Regions from separate parts of the Sus scrofa genome. Here all the other regions are linked to region 2. The links are chromatin contacts, called in public HiChIP or PLAC-seq and promoter capture Hi-C maps. All regions are on one chromosome and are shown on one strand. Each heading gives the region's core, a stretch centred on a gene start, on an enhancer-like site or on the middle of the called end of the contact. The rest is flanking DNA. Distances are from core to core; before and after follow the strand shown.

Region 1 (3,520 bases), core at 312-2,811, 200 kb after region 2:
GTCAGTGAGCTGTTTTATGATTTGAAGAGTCAAGGAGAAAGGTCTGTTTCCTAAACTGGTACTGAGAAATTCATACAAAATGAAATGTGTTCACATGGAATATTTTAAAATAAAGGATGCTCCATGGTCTGTTTATACCCTCCCTTCAAGTAAGCACATTGTTGCAAATCCCAGTGAGCTGAATTTTGCCTTCAGATATTTCTACTGCTGGACTAGAATATTTAGATAATATGTTTTGAATTATGTTTCCCTTGTTTGAAAACTGGGAGTGCTAAATATTAGCCAAGTGAGCCAGTGGCGTGGGTTCTTCCCATCAGTGTCTTCTCTTTGTGTAGATGCCAGTTTCCTTCTTACTTAGCAAAGATACATTGATTACTCTTGTTATCCAAAATTACACCCCTGCCAAAAATACATAGGAAGGAAGAACACTTAGAAAAGTCAGTGGTTGTTTTCATGCCATTTAAATATGTCCAAAGGAACATCGTGTATTTAGTTTCACCATTTCGCACCAGCCTCCATCCCCAGCTCCATTTGGGGTCCTAGAATAAATGAAGTCTGTGAGCCAACTGAGTAACTGAATGACTCATAGCCTTCAAATACAAACATCAGTAAATTAATAAAATTGTTTGTTGGACTCAGAAAATGAGCTCAGAGCCCTTTGACCTTCCTAGTCTCCCTATTTTAATATTTGGGGCATTCCTGGAATTTTATCCTGTATTTGACAAACAGTAATACAACTCCTGGGTTAAGCTACTTGCTCTGGAGAAATTTTATGGTAAAAATGTTAATAAGAAAAGGAGAGTTAGATATCCAAAATGCCGTAGCATCATCCTTTGGTGTTTAGATAATAGATAGCTGTAATTTTCTTGCTCTATATGTTTTCTCTCTTTTCCGCAATGAGTATGTACTACTTAGATGGTAAGAAAAAGCAAACTCTTATAAGGGGACATATCTCCTCTCAAGATATGATTTGGCTCGAATATGGGTCAGAGACATACATAAGAGAATCCTAAGTCCCTCTTTCAATTCAGGAACAGCAAACTCAGAATGAAATAGATTCATTCATATAGTGAATAAAGTGAAGGATGCTTGTATGCCAGATTAGCAAGTGAGAATGTCCTAGAAATGGTGCTTATTTATAGTGTGCTGATCACATATGATAATGAAGATACAAAGAGGTGTAAAGTGCTTCCCACCACACTTTACCCACAGTAAGAACTTAGTGAAGGGGCCATTTATTATGATGCTATTATGCTAAAATGCATGGTCAATGCCTAAGAAAATTATTTTGTATCCCCTGCTAGAGGGAGGAAGTTCCCAGCCTTGGCCAAGGGAAGAAGCATCCAGTGTCTGTATTTTCTTACAAGTTCTATGAGTGATTCTCATGTGCCATCACATTGATATCCCTGTACGAGTATCATAACCCAATAGAAAACCCAAAAGGCTAAGGACAAGGATGACTAGACCACAGCCCAAGATTTCCTGCTTCAGATGAGTGGTTCAACTCAGGCTGAAGAGGAGGCTGAGATTCTGCAGCTCAGCAAAGCAAGCTAGTCAGGACTTCTCATATGACCTAATGTGATTGGTGGCGGGAGGCAGTCAGTACAAGGAAGAAGCGCCAGATGGTTAGTCATTCAAGTGGCAGCCAGGACAGAAGCTTCATCATGATTTGGATAGATTAGAGTCCCCCATAGTAAAAGACCTGTTTCTCTGGGGTCTGGAGAGAATTCCACAAGAGGCTCAGGCTGGAAGTGTGAGGCAGACTGAAGAGTAAACCAGTAGGAACCAGTGATCTCGAGTTTGGGTGTCATGAAGGGTGATGGACCTGTGTGGTCCTCAGTGCCATCTACATCACAAGGCCCCTGGAATGTCTATAAAACTGCAGATTCCCAGCCAAACCTCAGACTTGGCCTGACTACAGAGCTCCAGGCTCTGGCCTATGAAGTAGCCCCGGCAACCAGCGTTCCATGTCGTCCTTATAAATGCTGGACTGAGATCCAGCAATCCAGGCACTGTCCCCAAGCCAAGAGTCTAAGCAACTTCGGCCACACTGACAGTTGGCCTCAGCCAGATAGGCTGTACTGGTCAAAAGAAAATCCCACGCAGGGCATTTTGACGTGTTAGAAAGTTTGCTAACTACCTCACCTGTATTGAATCATTTAATCCTGACAGCAGCCCTGGGCAGTGCAGGTTTTATCACCCCATTTTATTTGAACTTGACTAACATTAAATAAGGACTAAGCAGTGAAGCGTCAGTTCAGGTTCAAGTGTCTGAGTCCATATTCCATCCACGTTCCACAGCCACCTGCTCCTCCCTTAAGAGCATAGGAGAGAGAAAGGCAGAAAGATTGTGAAACCCAGGGGTGCGGTCTCTTGAAGAGAAATCTTCCCTTAGCAAGCCTAGGGGTGTGAACAGTGAACACTGAGGTCACCTGCAGCAGGAAACCCAGCACGGTCAGCTATTTGTAATTCACATCTTACACTGTGTGCGTGCTGTACACACACGTGTGCACGTGCAACGTAGACGACTGTCTTTAAGGTAGTGCGACGCCTCCTCGCTGTCCACATTTGAAAGCCATCCAGACGCGCTGTAATCAGCCGCAGTTCAGCCAGATGCTAAGTTGTTTGTTGTGGTTGTGCCTCTTCTGGTAAACTCCACACGCAAACCGCAAGCCAGCTGTTGCTTCGGGGGAAAACGGCTCTATAGGCTACAGGTGCACACCTTGTTTCACTGCCAACTGTTTCCAATTTCTTTTCAGGACAAATTGCCATTAAAAGGGGGGGGGAACGCATTCATCTGGCCCACAAGCCTCTGAGAAGAAAGACAAAAAAAAAAAAAAAAAAAACCTGAGGCGATACCAAGCTGCTCTTCGGGGCAGCGCCCAGTGGGGGCAGAGCACTGGGTCGCCGGGCCTGGCTGTGTTTCCTTCAAGCTCTGCACTGACTTTGAGGAAGCTTGCATGTCTTTGGTCCCTGACTTGTTCCCCTGAAAGTAGGATCTTGGATCTGTGTTTATCCATTGTCAAAGCATGTCCCTTTTCTGCTTAGTGCTCTTCAGCGGCTCCGCGTGTGAAAACACGCCCAGATCCTCAGCGTGGGCTCTTAGGCTCCACCCCCCGCAAACCACCAGACTTGTTCTTTGCCCTGGACCGCAGGGGCCTCCTTGCTCTCTGCCACAAGGGGCTCCTGCTGCCAGGCCGCTCTAGTCACCGTTCTCCTCGCCTCTTTGCCTCCCTCCTCACCTCGTTCAGCTGTCACTGTTGGGAGTGAGACCTTCCCTGCCCCCTCCCCACTCCTCCCACCGCAAGTGCACGCACCCTCCTTTCCTGGCCCCACTTTGTTTTTCTCCACAGCACTTATCACCAGCTCACATGCCCTTTTATTTTTTCCCGTGATTTTTCAGACTGGAAAGACCGTTTTGGATAATAGCAGGGAAGTAGGGGGGAAAAAAGAAAACTAAAATTAATCAAGTGAGGGAGACTATCTTTTAAAAACTAAACTACCCACATGAAAAGGAAGG
Region 2 (3,646 bases), core at 488-2,987:
ATTAATCAGAAGACCAATGAGGGAGAAAATATTTGGCCCATGATCCCCGACTTGGAAAAGCTTTGCAAACCCTCTAACCTGGGCACAGATTGTTAGGCACATTTTATTTCATAAACTATTCATGATATAGATGATCATTTTTCTTTTTTTTCTTTTTTTGCCTTTCTGTCTTTTGGGGGCCACACCTGTGGCATATGGAGGGTCCCAGGCTAGGGGTCTAATCGGAGCTGTAGCTGCCAGCCTACGCCAGAGTCACAGCAACTTGGGATCCGAGTCATGTCTGCGACCCACACCACAGCTCATGGCAACGCCAGATCCTTAACCCACTGAGCAAGGTCAGGGATCGAACCTGCAACCTCATGGAGGACAGTCAGGTTTGTTAACTGTGGCTGAGCCATGACAGGAACTCTAGACAATAATTTTTCAGAGTCAAGGGTGTGGTTCTTACCTAGGCCTATTACATTGATTATTTTTGAAGCATGTCTTAGGTGGAAAAAAAATAATCCATTACAGGAAATAAAATGGATTAAATGAAAGAATGGGATTTACTAATAATAGACTTACAGCTAACTAAAGTAAATAATTCATTTCTCTTCTAGCAACAGTCACCTGTACATATAAGGCCAGCAGTGTCTCTCTGCAACATTTATCAAGCAAGAAAAATGTAAACTCTAAAATCTGTGAAGAACTTCAAATGACTCATTGAAACCTGTTGCAAATGCAAACACAAGAATTTTCTAACTAATTTATCTTGAGCAAAGTCTTAGGCCCTAAGAACCAGGCAATTTGGTGAGAGGACTATGGCAGGAAGTTGATAAGAATTTAAGAGCTTAGAATTGATGGGGTGCAAAGTGATTTTTTAAAAACAGATTTAGAAATGTCTCTAGAAGAGGTTTAGAAAGTGGCTAGGAACACAGATTCTAGAATAAGCTGCTTGGGTTTGAATCCCAACTCTGCCACTTACTGTGTGTGTGTGATTTGGGGCAAGTTATTCAGTCACCCTGTGTCTGAGTAAATGTGTGGTAACAACTCCTAGGGTCATTGTGAGAATTAAATGACCACATGTAAAACATTTAGAATTGTGCCTAACACATAAAAATTACCATATGCATTTGTCAAATGAAAATCATGAAAACTAATCATGTAACCAACATTCCTCTGGAATTTGTTTTAGTAGGCTCCATAAGCATTGGGGACAGAATTAAAAAAAAATCTTTTCCACTTCTCAACTTTTTCTTTACCTTCCCATCTTTTATTTTTCCCCTCTTCTCTTCAGAGTACTGTATTGACTTTTCTTTATATTAAAAATAATTTTTTTCAAAAGGTTCTTTAAGAAGTAATTACAGTGTTTCCTGGATATTTTCTTTTTTGTGGGTTTTTTTTCATTTTTTTATGCATTAATTAATTTGTGCAGGAGGGCTTCAGTTAATCACTAATTTAATAATTCTGGATATTTTCTTAATTTGCTGTTTTATAATGCATATTCATAGCTGTTTTCCCACTGCCACTCACAGGTGGGCTCAATGTTTCATATGAAAATGTTTTCACATGGGGAGTTCCTGTTGTGACACATCAGAAACAAATTCAGTTAGTTTCCGTGAGGATGCAGGTTAGATCCCTGGCCTTGCTCAATGGGTTAAGGATCCCGCTTGCTGTGGCTGTTTCATTTCATATGAAATTTCATATGAAAACATCAGAAATAAGTATATAGGAGAATAAGATGCACAGTAGATTTAGTGTTAGCTCAATGTTTATTCTAATTATCATGATAATGCTGGTACTTAAATGGGAAAAAGTTTCAATAAGTGTTAGGGGGACAATGAATACAACAAGGATTTGGTTACACCTTCCAGCCCTTTCGAGAAGTCAAAAATCGTCCCACCTGAATTCACCAGCTGCTTGGAAGAAAATTCTGCAGATGCACAAACCCAGGAATCTGCAGTTCAAACTACCCCATGTGTCTTAAAAGCAGAAATCCCTTTGTATTTGTCATGTTGAGCCCTTTGGTCTTCACGAAAGCATTCTTACGCTCTCTGCCTCAACGTTATTTCAGCACCTTATTTCTTCTGCTTATAATAGTTTTCCACACTGCTTTAGAGTTTACACCGAACCATCGGGGAGGTCCTCACTTCCTTTGCCTTTATGTGACGCCAAGGTTCAAGCTTTCAAAGTCCCAATACGCTGCATGCTGGGTGATCATCTTCCGACCACTCCCTGTGCGCTCCAGCGTGCGGGGGTAGGGGGCGCTTCTCCCTCCTCCTAACCTCACTTTAGGCGGAAATCCTCTTGCCTTTTGTAAACAAGCATTTTTAGATCTCGCTCTTTGGGTCATTTTTCTTCCGTTGTTTATTATCTACGAGTTTGGCCTCTTTTCCCTGTAATCTCCCTCTCCCCATTCCCCTCCGGAAGGCACATCCCCCCACCTAGAGTCAGAGTAATTGATACTTTAAGATCCTCTACTAGCTTCACGTTCCCTTTAAACACATCCAAACGTGCTCGCCTTCAGGGTGCTTTCCTTGAGCTGCAGCTGCGTCTTTCCCCTCTTAGATAGATGTCAAAGCAAACAAGCCCCAGGACGTGCCCATATATGACCTTGGAACAGAAAGCTGCCTCGTTTGGGGCAACCGAGAACCCTGTCCACTCCCACCCTCGCGTGCTCTCGCCACCCCCTTCGGCTAGTTCACTCGCGTGCACAACGCGGACGCCAGCTACTCCCTCCCTTCTCCTGACTTCCTTCTAAGAGCCTCGTAAACCTGGGAAGTTCAATCATTCCGCAGCAAACCTCGGTGCTCACTGGGCATGCTCAGTGGCCGGCCCGGCTCGGTGGCCAGAGGTTGCCTTGGGCGCAGGGCTCGGGTCGGCTGCCTCCTGGTCTCGGCTTCCCGGAGCGCGGGCTGAGCACCGAGGCTCCTGAGTCCGAAACGAGACTCGCCCCGCCGTCCTCGCCCGGGCGCCAGCCCCGCCAGAGCGCCGTCGTTCGGGACCCCGGGAACCCCCAACTTCGCGCCAAGTTCCGAGCCTCCTTCGGGGAGAGGCATGCAAATGATGACCAGGGACGTTCTACTTGAAAGGGAGCTGGAGGACGACGACGACGAGGATGGGGATATCGGTGAGCTAGGGGTCCTTAGGGTGGGCCAACTTGGGGCCCTGCGTCCGCACCCGAAAGCGCGAGCCGACGCGGGAGGAAGTCGGGACCGCGCGTGGGCGCCGCACCCTTGGCGGTGGAGGTTGGCGGGAACCCTCGGCCGCTCGGGGGAGCTGGCTCGGGAGCACCGGGAGGTGGAAGCCCGCGCGCCGCACTCCCGGGGCCGCAATGCGGCCGCCGCGCTCCGCGGGTCGGCTGCTTCCCTGCTCAGCTCGCGGCGGGCAGGCAGCCCCCGGGAAAGCAGAGGAGGGGCGGGGCACGCGCGGGTCCGCGGGTCACTTTAGAGAAACCCTGCGAGGGTCGCGGTCCCTGAACAGTCGCGGGAGACAGGGAGACGCCCCCCGCGCGCGCGGAAGTCTTGACTGAGAACAACAACTTTTGGGTCATTTCCTCCGGCTCGAACCGGCGCTGGGGATTCCGAAGAGCTGGCGCGGGCGGCGAGCCGTGGGCGGTGTTGGGATGGGCGCCCGGGTTGGGAGAGCCGGGGTGTGACCCGCCAGA
Region 3 (3,288 bases), core at 682-3,181, 180 kb after region 2:
ACTAGTGGATGCTGATAACCCTAACTTAAAAATACTTTTTAAATAAAGAAAAAAAATATTAACTTTGAGGCTGGAAAGACAAACCTCAAATTTCCTAGCTGACTTTGCTTTCTGTAATCATTAACTCCACCCTGTTTATAGAACTAACAAGCTGCTGATTTTATCTCATGAGATTTTAGAATGCAGAAAACATTTCGGCCCTGCTCGTAGCACCATATGTGTATCTTTAAGGATATGTATGCATGATGAAGTCTTTATTTTAAATGCCTTATATTGCTTTTCTGGTTACCTCTGCCTTATGAGAACTACTGCTGTGAACCTCATTACAGAAAGCTTGAAATTGCAGAACTGAAGGTTTTCATATCACCATCATCTCATTCCTGTAGCATCTCTTTTGCACCCGCATTTATGTGGCAGAGTAGTTTTCTGCTCCCTGGAAATATAAAAGTTGAGGATAGAAAACCTTTTGTAATAAATATAGCACAAATCATATGCTTATCTGAAAAATATCCCCTCCTTCAGGCTAAAGCAGTCCATCTACTCATTGTGGGTCCTGGAGTTGTAGACACCACGTCATGGTTGAAGTACAGGTTCTGGGCACCTTCCCATTCCCTGTTTCTTACCTACTTGGATCTGGTGCACCCTGCGTTCTAGGCTGGGCCTAGTGACCTCCAGAAAAACAGCAGACGCATATGGGGGGCCGGGCGGCGGGGGGCATTTAGGAAGTCATTATCCTCACTAGCTACACTTGGAGATCACAGAATAGCTGTGGTGACTGCTGGTTTCAGGTCTCTGCTGCTCCGGCTGCCACCACACCAGCCAAATAACGTAGCTCCCACAGCCACCTTTGCCTCCATTCACCTGGGTTTCTGAGCACACAATGCATCTGAGGGACATTTGTCAAACCTCATCTGGAACCCTCACTGCAGGAGCGTCTGAGAAGTGTATTTTCAAGCTTATAGTCTTTCAGTTACGGAACTGGAATACAGGCTGAGCAAGCTCGCCAGCCTTGTCTGCCTTTGTTAGTAAAGAGATCTGAATAGTTTCAAGGCCCAGTACAATGTCCCAGCTCTTCAGCAGCAAACTCTTAAATCACCCAGAACATGCCCATTGACTGGACTGCACCTCATCCTTAGACATGGCTGGATGCAACCCTCAGCGCTGCGTACGGCATCTTCTTAGCTGATGCGTGTTTTCTTTGGATGTATGATATCCTGATTGAGAGGACGAACTGGGGTTGATGCCCAGTGCCCTCGGCAGTGTCGATGAAAGTAAACGATCAATAACAGGAATAGAAAAGAGTTTTGATTCTGAGTTTTATTAGTCCACACTGAGGACCATAACCCAGAAGTCTGCTTGCCAGATTCCTCTGAGAAACTCCTCCAGAGAAGCAGAGTTTTCAGCACAGTTTTAGATCTTGTCAGAACAAAGAACATCAAACAGGCCAGGGATACATGCCTTCAAGGTTTTAAAAAAAAAACCAGATCAGCACATACACGAGTCAGTGTGGCCTTGGCACCTGGGATGGGAGTCTTTTCACTGAAGGAGCACCAGCACTGGTGTCCAGTAAGGGAGTATTTAATCTTTATTTTTAACATGAACATTCTTTACTTCTGGTCAGTGAGTCCTTTTCTGTAACAATTAAAGCAGATGTACAGTGTATGTTTGATAGGCACAAACTGGCTGTTTGAGTTACCTAATGTTCAAGTTAACACAAGTATAAGCCAGGATGACTTCTCCACTCCCCAGGTGTGAACATTTCTTCTATCAGTAGCCTTCTGTCTCATCTCGTTATATGTTCATAGAAGAGCCCTGTCTGTCTCCAGTCAGCTTGAGCTGCGTGGTGTGGGGTTTGTCAGAGAACATAAATGCCGTGCTCCCCATAGGGGTTGGACCAGTTGTCACATTGCAGGAAGAGAGAAAGCAAAATATCCAGAGCAGGAAATTCCTGTCCATCATCACGCATGGTCCAGTGCCATCCCTCGGGGACACACAGTAGTGTGAGTCAGCCGCCATGTGGACCCAGAGTGCTCCAGAACCCTGGGTGGTTATGCTAGGCTATCGATCTATCCAGGTCTTTCATGGACACCACTCCCTCAGTGCAAAGTTCTTGGCTTTGTGAAATTAGGGACTAAGAAACTCCCACCCACTCCTGCAGCTCCTAGGGCGTGCACCCTTCAAGGCTTTGAGGATCTGCCAAAAACTCATTATTTTTCACCAGGCCATTTCGTGCTTGCATGGCAGTCCTATCACTTCTCAGTCAGAAGTGCTCTTTAAGTTCAGGATTTGGTAAAAAGCAGCCGTTCTACCCTTGACGTTCAAGTTCAAGGAAGAAGGGGAAGGGTATCCACTGTCCTCCCCTTATGGCACTCATTAGAATTGCTTATATTGCTTTTTGTATGAAGAGGAGTTTTATATTCATAAATCATCTCCTCTTGATACTGTTGCTAGTAGGTACTGAGCAAATGAATAGCTGTTACACTCCATTTTATTTTATTTTTTAAAATTCTTTTCCATCATGGTCTAGCCCAGGATATGAGATAGAGTTCCCTGTGCTATACAGTAGGGCCCTTGTTGTTTTGCCATCCTAAATGGAATAGTTTGCATCAGCTAACCCCAAACTCCTAATCATCCCTCCCCCATTCCCCCTTCCCCTCAGCAACCACAAATTTGTTCTCTGTGAGTCCGTTTCTGCTTTTTTCAGAGCTAAGTTCTTTTGTGCCATATAAGTGATTTCATAGAGCATTTGTTTTTCTCTCTCTGACTTAGTACAAGAGTGGCATTACATCATTCTTTCTCATGGCTGTCCACTCCCATTTTAAAGATGAGGAAGATTGACACTCAGGGAAATTAGGCAAATTACCTGAGACCCCCCCCCCAAGACAAAAAGTGACAAACACAGAGTAAGAGCTCTATAAATAATTTGGCTGCCATCAGCCTTTAGATCAATGACAAAATGCAGTGTACAGTGACAAACTTGTAGCAAAATTTTAGAAGGATGCAGAAATATTAATTTTCATTGATCTAATTGCACCATTTTGTCTGGGGCTCTGAATTATAGGAATGGGTTAGAAAACGTCAGCTCCACATCCTGGGTTCTACCTCATCTACACAAGTCCAGACCCTTCTTTCTGTATCAGGAATGAGAAATCCCCAGCCTTCCAGCCTTATGAGATCAGTCCTGGTTTGTTTCATCTCCGCCTGCCTTTAAGTGCCAGAGCGCAGCACAACTTTCATGTCCTACATCAGAGATTCCTTTAAAATAGATATGTTTGAAGATAGAAATTC

The links. Promoter capture Hi-C pulls out the DNA fragments that hold promoters and counts their contacts. HiChIP or PLAC-seq counts read pairs in DNA pulled down with a chosen protein or histone mark.
Region 1: a contact with region 2 is called in an H3K27ac HiChIP or PLAC-seq map of skeletal muscle. The contact joins the enhancer-like site here to the promoter of ANO6 in region 2. A contact is called at or near these places in 4 of 5 promoter capture datasets (fetal skeletal muscle, liver and skeletal muscle), 7 of 47 Hi-C or Micro-C datasets (embryonic fibroblasts, fetal skeletal muscle, liver and 2 more) and 2 of 2 datasets of contacts at active chromatin or transcription factors (alveolar macrophages and skeletal muscle).
Region 3: a promoter capture Hi-C map of fetal liver shows a contact between it and region 2, with 3 times the contacts expected there. The contact joins the enhancer-like site here to the promoter of ANO6 in region 2. A contact is called at or near these places in 5 of 5 promoter capture datasets (fetal liver, fetal skeletal muscle, liver and 1 more), 16 of 47 Hi-C or Micro-C datasets (adipose tissue, alveolar macrophages, embryonic fibroblasts and 11 more) and 2 of 2 datasets of contacts at active chromatin or transcription factors (alveolar macrophages and skeletal muscle).

The regions. Positions count from the first base shown.
Region 1 is chr5:76,311,705-76,315,224 of Sscrofa11.1, forward strand. All of the region lies in intron 17 of ANO6 (anoctamin-6), which reads left to right. Among named protein-coding and RNA genes, the nearest start is that of ANO6, 200 kb to the left of the region's middle. Within about 2 kb of position 1,562, at least 18 of the 83 cell types and tissues checked have an H3K27ac peak or open chromatin away from gene starts, as enhancers often do. A contact at or near this core is called in fetal skeletal muscle and skeletal muscle, where this site is marked.
Region 2 is chr5:76,110,691-76,114,336 of Sscrofa11.1, forward strand. It overlaps ANO6 (anoctamin-6), which reads left to right and starts at 1,738. Exons shown (of 22, transcript XM_005655713.3): 1 at 1,738-3,109. The coding sequence starts at 3,037. It overlaps LOC110260769 (a long non-coding RNA gene), which reads left to right and starts at 3,116. Exons shown (of 2, transcript XR_002344171.1): 1 at 3,116-3,646.
Region 3 is chr5:76,292,745-76,296,032 of Sscrofa11.1, forward strand. The region is part of intron 11 of ANO6 (anoctamin-6); the gene reads left to right. Among named protein-coding and RNA genes, the nearest start is that of ANO6, 180 kb to the left of the region's middle. Within about 2 kb of position 1,932, at least 7 of the 83 cell types and tissues checked have an H3K27ac peak or open chromatin away from gene starts, as enhancers often do. A contact at or near this core is called in adipose tissue and fetal liver, where this site is marked.